2 separate regions of the Rattus norvegicus genome follow, and region 2 is linked to region 1. A link is a contact called in public Hi-C data. All regions are on one chromosome and are shown on one strand. The core of a region is the stretch at or near the end of the contact, and the rest is flanking DNA. Distances in the headings are between cores, read along the strand shown.

Region 1 (7,475 bases), core at 3,628-6,127:
CGTGGATCCAGAAGGGAGAAGGCAGTAGATCCCGTAACCCTCCTTTCTCAGCTCTCACCTTCTCCAACAACTCATCTACAGCCCAGCCCCCAGGACAAGAGCCCCGGAAGCATGGCTGGCGTTAGGCATAAACACAAGAGGCCACAGCCTGAATCAGCAGCGTCAAGGGGGCAGGGACACTGGACAAGAAAGGATGGCTCTAGGGCACCTGTCTCAGGGCTTGTCCTGAGCCCATGGGTCCAACAAAGCAAGAGACAAAGGACCAGTGGGCTGCCCTAGGGTCTGAGGCTACAGCCGGCCCTGTCCAGCGAGGCTGGCATGCAGCTCCAGGTTACTGCGGAAGAGCAGGGACAGGTGCAGGCCTTAGGTGCTGTTACCCTGTTCCTGTTCAAAGAGCAGCATGGCAAGCTGGGTGCGGGAGCCAAGGCCCTCAAGCACGCTCTGGCGACAGCGGTGATAAAGGTCCTCGCTGAGCCGAGCGCTGCATGGCTGGGCCCGGTAGCGCTGCAGCAAGGCTGGTTCCACTGCCCTCAGCACATGCAAGCTAGAGAAGCGTAGAAACAACTCATACACATCCAGGCTCTCCAGCAGCTCCTCCTCCTGCTCGGAGACTGCCACCAGCCGTCCACGGGCCGCCACATAGTCGGAGTTGTAGAAGCATGCCTCGCTGGCAGCCTGACGATCAAAGTGGCCGGTGTCACGGCCCAGTTCTGGTGGCCCAGGGCCCTGAGGTGGAGCCACAGCAGGGTGGAAGGCCTGGAAGTGCATGGGAAAGAAGGCTTGCCAGCCCGAGATGGCGTGCATGCGGCAGCGGTTCAGGAAGTCGGGTGTGAGCACTGTGTCTGGCCCGGCCAGCAGGAACAGAGTGTCCAGCGGGTGCTTCTTGGAGAGTAGATCCATGAGGCGCAGCGGAGAGGGCGCGGATGTCTGTACACTGAGCCAGGGCACTCGGGCACCAGGGAAACGCCGCTCTAGCTCGGCCACGTGGGCTTTGACGGGTGCGAAGACATCTGCGTGGGCTGCCCGCTGGGCCTGGCGTGGCTCATACAGCAGCAGCAGGGTCAAGGCTGCGGCATCGCCAGGTTCCAGTGCTGCAGTGGCAAAGGCTTCTAGGAAGCCAGATGCCAGGTCACACTCTGCTGCAGCCAGAGGCAGCAGCACAGTGACCCGAGAAGCCTCGGTGACATAGGGCACAGGCAAGATCTCCACTCGGCTCAAGGGCCGAAGGAGCTGTACCCTGTGGGTGAGGGGCCAGCGGCCACCCTGGGGCGTCAGCGCTTCCAGCTGCAAGTCTAGTGTGTACTCCATACCTCGGGCTGGATCAAAACGCCGGTAGCCATTCACCAGCTGTTGCTTCTGGAGCCGCAGTGCTGGCTGGTAACGGCGGTTGAGCTCCTCTAAGGCTGTTCCTAGGACATCAGCCACATCGGCCTGGTCGGCCCCACGCAGCAGGCAGCGGGGTGAGCCGTCAGCACAGGAGAAAGTGTGCTGTTCCGTGAAGTAGTCCCAGCGCAGAACCTCAAAGCGCGAGGCAGGGCGAGACGGCGCTGGAATGCCCACTGGCCAGGTAGAAGCCCTCTCCCCATCAGCAGCCAGTCTGCTGGTATTCTGGATCTCCCACTGGGCCGGAAAAAAAGGCCATGAGCAAGGCAGGGGATCACATAGTCAGTATACATCTGGAGGCTTTGTGAGCAGTCAGTGATACTTAGAGAGGACCTGCAGTTTACCTCAAACCTCTGCCCTGTAAACCCAAGGGCCCCACAACAGTTTCTCCACAGGTCGAGACAGTTTAAAAGTTAAAAAGGGAGCTTCCTGGTGGTTCCACAAAGGTCAAGGACCTGGCTGTGGGCCTGCTCTGTAACTTTATCACTGACTTTTTATTCCCAAGGTCTCTCAGGACCTGCTCCCCTTCATCCCTTGACTCCCCTACCCTCAAGCCCAAGCTGTACCTGCAGTTCTTGAATCTCCTGGTATGTGCGGTCCAGCTCAGCCCGGGCAAAAGCTTTGTGCAGCTGGTACATGTGCACAGGGTCATGCACAGGGTGGGCTGTCAAGGCGCTGCGGAAACGAGGGTCCCCCTCCTGCACAGGTTCCCCAGGGCTCAGTTCCAGATAGTTGTAGTGCATTCCCTGGGGAGAGGAAGGGAAGCATTCAAAATGGGAGCAATGACAGAGCTGTCTTCCCTCCATCTCTTAGCTAGCGCCTCGTCTTCTAATCCTATAATCACTTATGGACTTGGAAGTCAGAGTTCTGTGGATTTGAAGTCTATTTTACCAGCTGATGTTGTACTGGTTAGGTCTCTGTGAGTTCCTCTGTGAAAGCTGTCTCAGAGGTGTCCACAGAGCTAACTAAAATAGCTGACACTGAATATATATTATGTGCAAGGACCTCTTACTTTCTCCAATCCCTATACAGCCCTGCCTAATAATTGTTTCCATTAGCATGCATGAAGCTATGGAAGCTCAGATCTAGTAATTTACCGAGAGCTGCTGAGATTAAAAAAAAAAAAAGATTAATAGAGAAAACCTAGACCTGTCTCTCCATTACCCCATATCTCTCCTGGGGAAGTATGCAAGCTCTGACAGGAGATACTATCGGGAGGCTTATCTTCTTACCTCATGGTGACCAGTACAGCCAATGCCTGTGGCATCAAGGATGCACCGGCCCAACCACTCATCTGGGCGAGCACTGACGATGTCATTACGGCAGCTTTCCAGGTGGGGGCGCAGTTGCTGTAGTAGTGTGCGAGACAGCAACACTCCAAAGCCCCCGTGGCAGTAACGGCCTGGGGTAGTCTCTCCACCGATGAAGTCCTGGGGTCGGCCAAGATAGAGGTGGGTTGCTGAAGCAAGGCTGAGGTGGCCAGTTAGGCGGTCCAGTCCATGCGCCTCAGTGTAGGTGGCATCAGGCACTAGGAAAAACCAGTCAAAGTCATCGCCGTGTTGCTCCAGCAGGTGGCGCAGCGCCAGGTGCAGGTGTCCGATGGGCCGCTCTTCGCCCAGTGCCACCACCGCCATGCCTGATGGTGTCCGGCGGCCCCTCGCACCGGTCAGGAACACTACATGCTCCAATCGGTGTCCCAGAGTTCGGTTTACAGCCACACCCAGTGTAGGCAACGTGGCCTGTGAGGTCAGCACTGCCACTAGCAGCTTCTGCCTGATGCCCAGTTCCGTGCTGATATACCGAGTTCTGGGAAAAGACAGTTATGAACAAGATAGCATACAGCTTCGCTTGTTATTTCTTCTCTGGACCTGTTTTGCACCCACGAAGAGGATAAGAATAACTTCTCTCCCACGAGACATGATTTAAGTGAAATATTGGTCTCACAGACGGTATTGCATTTAGGAGATAGCAATTCCAATGCAGATGCAGGTAAGAGAGCTACATTAGAGAGAATTCCAGATTTTGCAACCTAGTAGTTGTGTCCCTGAGCCTATTACTTAACTTGTGCCATCTGTAAAATGGGACTGATTGCATTTAAACAGTAAAATGCTTGGCACACAGTGCATAAACTTCCTGCTGCATGAATAGGCCATCATCCCCGCCCCCAAATATGACCTACAAATGAGGTGTAGAAGCATATGGCATAGTGGTGCAGAGAATGTCTTTTGGAGAGGGGCAAACTAAGACAGTGACTCACCTTCCTAAGGTAGAAGGTAAGTTGTACAACTGGAATTCACTGTTACTTAGAAGAAATTACTTCAATTCGTGGGCAGAGACATCAATGTGATGAGTACATTCCTCCCTCTCCCATCTCATCCCAAGGTGGCCCTTCAAACCCATCTAGGAATGAAATACAGGTAAATTCCAGTTCCCTCCTTTTTCTTTCCCCCTTTTTATACACGTATCCTCCTTAACACTAATTTCTCTAATCCTAAACAGACCAGTGGGGGGGGGGGTAAGAGGGTCTTTGGAGTACTATTGGATGGAGTCGGTTTAGCTCAGCTCAGACCCGGACGGGATCCAGAAAAAGCTTCAAATTGGCCCTCGGTCTCCCTGCAAAGCAGGGTCATAGGAAGTAATCGAGGCCCAAGGACTTCCTGGCCGGCCGGCCCCTTCCTTCCGGAGCCTGACCCGGCCTCTGGCGGCCTCCTTAGCGCGCGCATCCTGGCTGGTGCCTGAGGGGTTAGGGCGGACGGAGCGGATGAGTACCTGACGGCCTTCTTGGTAGCCTGGCCTGGCTGGGCGGGATGGTAGGGCAAGACACGAGGCTCCCAGCTTTCGTCGGCCCCGGGCCTCTCGCGCTCCGCTCCGGGCTGCACCGAGTTGGGCCGGCGCGCCGCGTTGGTGTTGCCGCGCGGCGGTAGTTCAGAGTCGCCGGGTTGGGGTGGTCCGGGTCCGCAAGGCTCCTCCACCCAGGTGACGCTGAGTAAGCTCAGGGTGAAGCCCAGAGAGATGCCCACGGCCACCGGCCCCGCAGGCCGCAGCACGGACAGCAGCAGCGACGCCCGCATGGCGTCCCGACAGCGGGTCCCGGGCCCCCGCGCAGCCCCAGGCGGCTCCGAGGGGGCGGGACCGGGGAGGGGGCGGATCCGGAGGGCCCGAGCCCAGCAGGCGGGCCCGCTCCCTCCCCGCGGAGCAGAGATAGTAGCTCAAGCCCGGAACCCCCGGGTAGGTCTGTAGCCCTTAGAGCAGCACTGCGCGCCGGGGCCTCCCAGGCAGCTGCTGTCCGACGTGTCACCGAGAGGGCCCCGCCCCCAAGGTGGGGTCTCAGCCGTCAGCTACCAGAAAGGGAAGAGGGGAGGAGGTTAAAGGGGAAGGACCCCCGGAAGTGCCCCCTCCTCAGCGCCGGAGAGGCAGACGCGGGGGGCGGAGTCTCCTGTCTCCCCCTGCGTGGTTGGTGCGTCCCGGATGACGTCAAAGCAGCCCGCCCCTGCCAGGATGGTGCACCCTGAGTGACGTCAGGAGCAGAGGCCGGAGCTGTCCATCAGCACCAAAGGCCGCCGGCGGGCTCAGGGCATGGGGCCGCGCTCCGGGACAGCCCGAGCTCCTGCTCCTTTCTCTTCCCCGGGCCGGGCCCGAGTCACCGGACTGTGGGGCTGCAGTGCCAGCGGGTGTTGGAGGTGGGGCGACGACGCCGTCGCACAGAGACCCGTCTCTCCGGCCCAGCAACCCCCTTCGCACGGAGGACTTTGCCCGGACCCCAGTTAGTCGGAGCCTCTGGCGTCCAACAACCTCCGATCCTCCGGCCCTGCACACCCTCCTTTGCTCGGAAGCTCGGGTCACCTCCAGCCCAGGTAGATCTTGGACATTTCCAAATTAAGCCTCCCACAGATGGTGTTCAGGCTGCCTCTTTTTGCCAGCAGCACCCTCCCTCTCCTCGTCTAGCCCCATCTAGTCCCTCTTTTAAGTCCATCCCAGCCGCCTCTAGCCAGGCACTTGTTTCCCTTTGTCTTTGCTCCCTGTTCTAGAGACGCTTCTAGAGCTGCCTGATGTGGGCACCATTCCTTTGTCCACTGTGCCCTTGCTGAATTCCCCCACTCGCACTGTTATTCTGGTGGAGACCCACGACTGACTCTTGACCCCGATTTCCTCCCCGTCAGGTTGTCCTGGGAGGGTGACCCTCCTTCATTCCCAGCACTATGCCGGGTACTATGGAAACTCTGCGGTTTCAGCTGCTGCCCCCGGAGCCGGATGATACCTTCTGGGGTGCACCTTGTCAACAGCCTCTGGAGCGCAGGTATCAGGCACTGCCTGCCCTCGTCTGCATCATGTGCTGCTTGTTTGGAGTCGTCTACTGCTTCTTTGGTGAGATCCCCCTCATCCCTCACCTGTGGCCCTCCACTCTTTCCCTAAGGTTCCTTTTTCTGGTGTCTCCAAAATCATTTTCAGCCCATCCGACCCCCATGGCTATCTCTTTCTCTTGCTGATCTCAAACATATTTGTAGATCGTTGACTCTAGGTTCTACAGAGAACAGGTTCTGAATTAGGCTCTTTGAGTTTGAACCCGGCTCTATGTTAGTCACTGTGATCTAATGGGCATGTTAACCTGGGTCTCAGCTTTTTCACCTGGCCAAAGACAACAACATTCGTCTCATACAGACAAGAATTAGTAGGTACTCATAGAATGATGGCTATCGTGGTGAGGATATGTTTGGATCACTAGGATAAGCAGACACTAAAAAGAATGGTGATTAAACATGGTCCCTTACAACAGGGCATATTGTATGGTGGGGGTGGGACCTGGAATATTCACACTTGTGATACATATTAGAGTGGGCTGGATGGTAGTCATACACATGGAGATCGCCTACAAGGCAGATTCCCATAAGGATGGTTGTTGTCAAGGGTTGTATGGGGGAGGGCGTGGTATGCCTGTAATCCCAGCATTCAGGAAGCCAAAGCAAGGGAACGGAAGCTCAAAGCCAAAAAGGATTACATAGTTCAGTGGGGTGGGGTGGGTGAGTAGTAACTGCAGTTCAGTTGAACAGGTGTGTGTGGGTCCATTTGACAACTATCTTGGCCCAAGGCTACCTTCTCTAGAGAAAAGTATACCTTTTTCCCATTTTCACAAAGGAAACCTGTGGGCTAGTGTCAGCTTAAAGTGAATAAAGGCCCAGTGGATTCTTCAGAAAGTTATAGAACTTCACAGTGAAGAGTGTCTTCTATGAATAGGGACCCAAAGAAGGCCTTCAAGAAGATTATACATATCAGAACCAGTTTGGGCAGGGAGACTGGCATGGTTTGCCAGAAGTGTGTTAGAATAGTTGGGAATATAGGATGTGGAATATAGGATCAGTTCGTCTTTCTTGTACATTTGCAGAGTGGGCAGGAAAAATGCCCCCCACAAGGGTTTAGGACATGCAGTGGGTCTCCAAAGATCCCGCCCCCTCTGCTCTGGGTACCTCTTCCCTCTGCATGGTGCTCTGAATAGCCTCATTCCTTACCCTCAGCTCCTGTATCATCCTACCCTTCTTGGATGTCCCTACTGGAGATTCAGAGCCTTTTCTAAACTCTGTTCCTCTTGACTTCAGAACCTTCTGGGGTCTGATACACCCATTCTTGGAACCAAATCTCCCTTTTCTCTTTATCATCTTTCTCTTTGGCTCTCCCTGCCTCTCCTTGACTCCCAACTCTGACTTCTACTTTCCCCATTGTTCATGCTCTGCACCCCATTCCTCTTTCAAGTACCACTAATGGCTCTCAAGTTCCTACAACCCCCTGTTCTCCATGTAGTCCTCTTAGATTCTGCAACCTCTTAGCTCCTAGTATTCACCCACTGGTTCTATCTGATCCCTGTAACTCCAGTCAATAGATTGATCCTCCACATGGTGGCCTCTAGTGCTCCCATTTCTCTGGCCTCAGTGTTCCACTTTGTCTTTAATAATCTTAATGACACTACTCTTGTCCAGTCCCTTGACCTACAAAGACCTCCTCTCCCCAAACCAAGCTCTGTCCTCTCCATAACTTTCCAGCACTGCTTTATCTCTGAAGCCCTGTGACCACACAAGGATATGCCTTCTAAACCTATGTGA
Region 2 (7,475 bases), core at 1,697-4,196, 130 kb after region 1:
AGGCATGGAATAGACACTCCTGCCAGCAAACCTTCCCCTGATCACCTGAGATCTGAACTAAAAATGGTTTAACCCTTCGCGATGCTTAGACAAGGCCTGAACTCGGATCTTTCCACTCTATATGAGTGAATTTCAAATGGAAGATTTCAGGGATCAAAGAAGGGGACAGGTTTAATTATCTCGCGGCAGCTGCACCCTCTCAGCCTGCGCAGAGCGCCCCCGCTTGGTCAGGAGAGAGCGGCACATAGACCGGGTACATAACACAGAATGGTGACATGGGGTTGGTTTGATAAGCGGCTGTGACCAAGGCCTTGAGGGAGCACGGAGGGCATGATTCCTAAGCTGACCCGAGAGCCATTCTCAATATTTTCTGTGGCTATTGTAAGATAGAAATGGCTAGTGATATTTATCTTTTTATTTATTTTTGCACAGCTGGCCATGAACCAAGGGCCTCACATATGACCGGCAAACACGTTACCTCTGAACTGCATCCTTAGTCTAGAGATGCCATTTAAACTGAAGTCAGGAATTCTAAGTAGAACTCTGGGGCCAGTGAGATGGCTCTGGAGGTAAAGAAGCTTGCTGCTGAGCCACAAAACCAGAGTTCGATGCCTGGGTACCAGATGCTGGGAGGAGAGAACTGATTTCTGCAAGCTGTTATCTGACACCAGCATGCATACAGTGATCTTCCCATGCCCATCACACAGTTAAAAAAAAATAAAAAGATGGGGTTGGGGATTTAGCTCAGTGATAGAGCGCTTACCTAGCAAGCGCAAGGCCCTGGGTTCAGTCCCCAGCTCTGAAAAAAAAATAAAGAGGAAATTAAAGTTATTTTTATTTTCTCTGTCTCTGTACCTTCAGAGGCCAGAGTGAGTCAGATCCCCTGGAGGTTGGGTTACAGATATCTGTGAGCTTCCTCATACAGATGCTGGGAACCAAACTCAGGTCCTTGACAAGGGTAGTGTGTGCTCTTAACTGCTGAGTCTAGCCCTAATCAATCAATCAATCAATCTATCTATCTATCTATCTATCTATTCTATCTATCTATCTATCTATCTGAAGGGAAAATTATACAGATTTGGGGTTTAAAAATATGGAGTTGGAAGAGTGTGTTGCAGGGTTCATAGACTCAGGACTAAACACTGTGAAAAGCAAGTCCAGGCAGCCCCGCCCTGCCGCTACAACTAACAGACCATAAAAGGAAAGGAATGCAGAACAGACCAGGAGTACCTGGATCTGACTCACAGGCCACCTGGCAGGAAGAGATAAGCCCCCAGCCCCCGACATCCAGGACGCCCCAAACCTGCCAATGTGTGTAGCTATACCTTATTACCTCATCATGTGAAATAGCCAATCATATGTGAACATGTCTATGTGCCTCTTTTGAATCCACCAATCCCCGTAACTATGCATCTGCTTCTGTACGCCCGCTTCTGCTTCCCCAATCCCTATAAAAGCCCCATGCTGGAGCTGCTGGGTGCGCAAGTCCTCCGAAGAGACTGTGTGCCCGCAGGTACCTGTGTTTTCCAATAAACCCTCTTGCTGATTGCATCCGAGTGGACTCGGCTCGGTCATTGGGCGCTTGGGACTCCTCCTGAGGGAAAGGTCCTCTCCGGGGGTCTTTCATATCTATCTAAGCAGAATTCTGCTAATGGATTTTAGGAAAACTTCTGTTCCTCTGATAAAAGAGGAGAGGCAGGTGGCTCTGCTTTTTCTTTCCACCGTCTGGAAAGAAAATATGATGCCTGCAGGTGTGGCAGCCATGTTGTCTCCATGAGGCCGCAAAGCAGGATCAAAGGAAGCTTCTGCTGGGAGTCTAAATATTTCTGCTCACGGCATCTTGAACTGCCATTTGACCAACTGCCCACATTGGAGATTAGAGGAATGATGTATGCAAAAAGAAACATGGAGTGGATGCGCTACTTATAGGTTGGGGGACAAGGGACAATAGGGCCCATGGCCAGCCATTCCAAAAGGCTTGGGAGAGCTGTGAATTCCCTCACTTGTAGTATAACTAGGGATTTCAACAGTCCATCCTGCCCCAGGTTCACACTCCTGGGACCTGTGGTGCTCAATGGGCAAAGAGCCAAGGGTATCTGGCTTCCAGAAAAATAAGAAAGGCCAGACTGCCAGGGTCGTTCCTCCCTAACCAAAGACATCAAATTCCTGAGGAGGGATGGGAACAAGGGTCTGGGTTGTTTCAGTCAGGTGTCCTGCCCCACATTACACCCCCAACACATTCTGCAGTTATTTTGAGAATCACATGTGCAAAGAAGAGAGACTGGGTCAGTTAAGGCTATCTGGGGACTGCCCAGTACAAACAAGCCTTAGACAAAGACCATTGAAAAGACACCATGTCCTTTGTTGTTAGGCCTCCAGTTACAGCCTACCTTGGGATTTCTTATTGTGGAGAAAAAAGAAACACCTATTTACCTAAGTGGCCAAAGGTTGGTTTGTTTTCATTTGTTTTTTCTTTTTTTTCCAGGTCCCTGCATCCCAATGCCATTCTCATGGACACAGGGAAAATCTCCATGTTCATGGGGATGTGTCGTGGGGAGAGCCAGGTGCTGCAGGAGAGGGGTCTGGGGAAGTTTTCTGTGCTCAGGGATGGGGTGAGGGGGGGATGGCATTTATACTGGGGCATGGAGAATTCATTTTGTAGGGAGAGAAGGGAGCTCACCGGGTGACATAAGGTGAGTAAACGGGAGGAGAGGAGTGAGACGCTCTGTGGCTTAGGTGACTCCAAACACTCAGGGTTATTTGTTGTCACCGCTGGGTGTGTGCACGGGCTAGAATTTTAACCACCCCCTGCCGCTCCTAGTCTTAATTTGGAAATGGGTTTAGAGTCACATTTTTGGGATTCCGCACATGTGACCTACTGAGCTATTTGTCGTATGTTTGCTGCTGTTTTCGACACTTACCCTGACTTCCTGTAGGGCTCTGCGCTCAACCTCTGGTCCCAGGGCCCCCTGGTGCTGATTGGGTGTCTGGGTCTCTCCTGTCTCTTTTGGTCTCTTGGCTCCTGATTTAACCAGGGCGTTTGCTGCGATTCCTTGGCTGCCATCTTGGCTGTGCTGCAACTCCTGCCCCCTCCTTCCTGAGGCTGCCAGTGGCTGCTGCATCTTTGAGGGGACCAAGCCTCCCAGAGTTCGCTGGTGGCAAGGCAAGAACATTCTCACTGTTCTTTTAAGTTAAAGTCTCTGATTTTATTTTATTTTTTTCATAGGAATGGACGGACCTCTGAAATTTTATTTATTTAATTTTTTGCTTCAGTGAGATTTACTTTACCTGTGTATAGGATACATTGCCCACCCTCTCCCAAATTATGTTTCAGATGACACATAGACTTTTAAATTCTATCCTATACACATTTAATTTGTTATATAATGCTATGCAGCAATGCTATGTATAATAATACTGTACACACATTCATTAAAATATGCAATTGCTTACTACATATAATTTTCCTGTAACATTGGTATTGATGGTTGAAAAAGGTAAAAGAATGGGTTATGCTACCCTCTAGTGGCAGAGTGTGCCAACACACTTCTCAGGAAAACAAAAGTTTTATACCAACTTCACAAACACCCATAGAAGAGACCACATTGATAAATACAGGATTTGGATAATTCCCTATGTGACACATGTACATATTTTTTTTTTTTGGTTCTTTTTTTCGGAGCTGGGGACCGAACCCAGGGCCTTGCGCTTCCTAGGCAAGCGCTCTACCACTGAGCTAAATCCCCAACCCCAGCTAAATCCCCAGCCCCGAGAAGGACCTATTTTTAAATGCATTTACAACACTCTCCATATTGTAGAGGCTGAGATATTTCTTTCTAGCCCTGTGGTTTTATTCTTTTTTTCAGGACGATGGGCTGTCAGTATATTAAAAATGAAGTATTTTAAATTAAAAAGAAAGGATTTATCTATGTGTTATATATGAGTACACTGTCGCTGTCTTCAGACACACCAGAAGAGGGCATCAGATCTCATTACAGATGGTTGTGAGCCACCATGTGGTTGCTGGGATTTGAACTCAGGACCTCTGGAAGAGCAGTCAGTGCTCTTAACCGCTGAGCCATCTCTCTAGCCCAAAAATGAAGTATTTTAATAACAAACAATTTTTAATTAAAAGGTGTTTTGGTAGTTGACAATAAGAATGTACTGCACGTCTGCAATGCTTCCCATGCAGCTTATGTTTCTTCCCAAAGAACTTTGTAGAAAACTGGTGTGTGTCCTGGTACCCAGAGTATTTCATGTGAGGCGCTGCAGGGGCTGGGTACAGCCGCACACTGTGGACTGCAGCCTGAGGCGTGACTTCTAGAGAACTCATTCTTCTCTTTTCTTTCTTTTCTCTCCCTCCCTTCCTTCCTTCCTTCCTTCCTTCCTTCCTTCCTTTCTTCCTTCCTTCCTCTCTCTCTCTCTCTCTCTCTCTCTCTCTCTCTCTCTCTCTCTTTCTTTCTCTCTTTTTGTCCCCCCTTTTTTCTTTCTGTTTTGAGACAGAGTTTCTCTACGTACCCCTGACTGTCCTGGAACTCGCTAGACTAGGCTGGTTTCAAACTCACAGAGATCCACCTGCCTCTGCCTCTTGAGTCCTGGGATTAAAGGTGTGGGCATTATCATGCCAAATTCTACTCAGAAGAAGGTACTAGGATTCTTGACTTCAGCAAAAGAGGAATTGGAAATTTTTTGTTTAAAAACTTTTAATGACATTTATTTATTTAATGGTGTGTGTGTGTGTGTGTGTGTGTGTGTGTGTGTGTGTGTGTGTCCAAAGACAGTTTTTGTGAGTTGGACCTCTCTCCACTATGGGTTCTGGGACTGAACTCAGGTTTTCAAGTTTGGCTGACAAATACCTTTGCCCACTGAATCATCTTGCCAAGTCAAGTTGGAGTTTGTTACAGAAAGATTTAAAAATAGGTTTCAGTGTGAACATATGGGGCCCTTAGGTAGAGGACAGCGTGCAAGCCAGCGTGCACCCGAGTGTAGGCAGTGTTTCTCCAGAGAGAGCTATGCCTTTGTCTTAAGGAAACGCACCTGAGAGATTGCGTTGGCTTCCGAATTACGCTGCCCCAAAGGTCTCTGCACATTTTTTCTTTTTCTTTTAGTAAATGGGTTACAGGGTAGTTTGTAAGGATTGTAGGCCGATAAGAAAGGTCAGAAGGGTTAAAGAGGGCTCCATCTTTATTCAAATCACCTGGCAGGGGCAGCGTGTTCCTCCTTACCCATCCGGATGTTCTGGATTCCTGAATGAAAGACACACACAGCCTTATGTTTTATTACATATTATATTTTGAACAGCTCAATGGTTGGGCCACTCCCAAACCTCTATGTGGCTAACACCACCTCCCCTCCCTGATCCCTGTTTTGTCTCCAAAATGATTTTGGGGTTACTTCTTCAGGTGGGTGGGAGAGATGAGGGGGAATAAAAATTTTTCTTTCTTTAAAAAATTTCCTCACTTATTTAGTTGTTTATTGTGCATGTGTATGTGTGCACCACTGTGTGCATGGGGAGCCAGAGGACAGCGCTGGTCAGTCAGTTCTCACCATTCACCTCGTTGAGGTGGGATTCTACAGCTGTGTAGTGCAGACGAGTTGGCCCGAGAACTTCTGTGTGGTTCTCTTGTCTCTGCCTCCCATCTTGAAGCAGACAATGCAGGTAGTAGCCACCGACAGTCAGCCTTTTCAGTGGTGGACTCTTGACATTGAATTCTGGCCACTGGGTTTTCACATCCAGGGAGGGCCTTTACCTGTTGAGCCATCTCCCAAGTCCCGATTGTAATTGTCCTAACAACCGCGAACAGCTGGAATAAGGACTCAGTTTTCTATCTAACACACAGTTCACGAGGGGTTAAATTTTGCTATTAATTCCAAGCTGGCAAACTCTTGTTTAGGTTTTTGGAACTGTTTGGCCCTGCTGGCCCTCTGTTTCCCAAAAAGATGTTTGTTGTTCTATCGAAAATGCTCTTTCCAAACATCTTCTTGTCTATTTTTTTTTTTTTTTTTTTGGAGCTGGGGACCGAACCCAGGGCCTTGCGCTTGCTAGGCAAGCGCTCTACCACTGAGCTAAATCCCCAACCCCTCTTCTTGTCTATTTTATCAAAATCTAATTTAGAGTCTTTGGAGCCCTTGCCCAGTCACCTCCCGATCCCTTTCATCCCAAGTCCTCTTCCGCACATGCCCCTTTCGGTTTCCTAAGTAGGCACTTGAATAATTAAACCTCTATGTTGGAGGTTCTGAGCCCTCATTGACATGCTAATCACCCTATGGCTCTCTTGTGGCTTCTCCTATTTCCTTCCAAGATGAAGTGCACAGACAGGGACAGCAGTCAAGGTCAGGAGTGTGCATTCGTATTACACACCAGCCATCACTGTGGCGATGGCCTCTTAATTCAGACTAATAACGCGTCATTTGCTTCCCTGACCTCCAGCAGTCAGTCCCAAGCAGCCCTCATCGGTATCCTCCCTGACGGTTTTGAGATCTTGTCTTGAAGAAGTTATGACTAATTTAGGGTCCATCAGCCGTCATAAATACTTTAAATTGCTTTTCCGAGTGTGAAGTGTCTCCCATGGGTCGCTTAATTTACCCAGCGTCCCTGGTTGTTTTTGTCCCAGACCAGTCCTTGTCCCTGCCCTTAGTAACTGTTTTCGTTGTGCTCATTGGTCAGTCTGAGGAAATGGAACTTCTATTTGGGGATGAGCCAGTGTGAGATGGAATGCATTAGGATTAGATTTCAAGGTTTTTTAAATTTATTTTTTATTTTATTTTTTGAGCCCAATGAGACTTGTTTTTCTTTTTTCTTTTCTTTTCTTTTTTTTTTTTTTAGGGGGGGGGGGCTGCTGAACCTGGCATCACACTTAGTAGCCTGGCTTCTGGTTAGAGGAAGCCTACACGTTGTCTTTTACTTGAGACTTTCTCAGTTTTAGTTCTTTTTCTTTTTTCTTTTAAATTGAATTTTAAAATTTACCTGTGGAGAATTTCTGAGACAAAACTCTGCCCCATTGACAAGACTGGACCTGCCTCCAGTTTTCTCTGCTTGGTTATTTATAAGTTTATGTATATATTTATTTTTGTATGTGTGGTGTACACACGTGTGTGTGTGCCTGTGTGTGTTCCTGTGGAGAACAATGGGTGTCTTGCTCAATCACTGTCTACTTTATCCCCTTGACACAAGGTCTCGCAGTGAACTAGGAGCGAGCCTTTGTTTCTGGCCCTCAGCTCTTGGATTACAGGTGCATGGTCAGTCATGCCCAGTATTTTTTTATGTGGGTTCTGGGATTTGAACTCAGGTACCTGTGTTTGTGTAGCCATCTCCATAGGCCTTTATTGATAATTAGAAGAAAATAATTAAATTAGCATATAAAATAATGGGCTTTCTTATGGCATTTTTATACATAGTTTTGGTTGATTTTTGTATCCCTCCCCAACTTGCACTAGTGAATTTAAGAGATGTTTACACACACACACACACACAC

Evidence for each region. Hi-C and Micro-C count contacts between places; a contact is called where the count stands out from the background.
Region 2: a Hi-C map of the A7r5 cell line shows a contact between it and region 1, with 4 times the contacts expected there. The contact joins the enhancer-like site here to the promoter of Tmem198 in region 1. A contact is called at or near these places in 4 of 12 Hi-C or Micro-C datasets (the A7r5 cell line, the Rat2 cell line, Schwann cells and 1 more) and 1 of 1 datasets of contacts at active chromatin or transcription factors (oligodendrocytes).

The regions. Positions count from the first base shown.
Region 1 is chr9:84,411,864-84,419,338 of GRCr8, forward strand. Tmem198 (transmembrane protein 198) reads left to right here and starts at 4,878. Exons shown (of 5, transcript XM_002730042.7): 1 at 4,878-5,237; 2 at 5,544-5,748. The coding sequence starts at 5,583. It overlaps Chpf (chondroitin polymerizing factor), which reads right to left and starts at 4,660. Exons shown (of 4, transcript NM_001005906.1): 1 at 4,153-4,660; 2 at 2,616-3,189; 3 at 1,950-2,129; 4 at 1-1,620. The coding sequence starts at 4,454. The coding sequence ends at 364. It also overlaps a transcript of Obsl1 not described here.
Region 2 is chr9:84,541,170-84,548,644 of GRCr8, forward strand. No RefSeq gene overlaps it. Among named protein-coding and RNA genes, the nearest start is that of Slc4a3, 59 kb to the left of the region's middle. Within about 2 kb of position 2,947, at least 4 of the 93 cell types and tissues checked have an H3K27ac peak or open chromatin away from gene starts, as enhancers often do. A contact at or near this core is called in the A7r5 cell line, where this site is marked.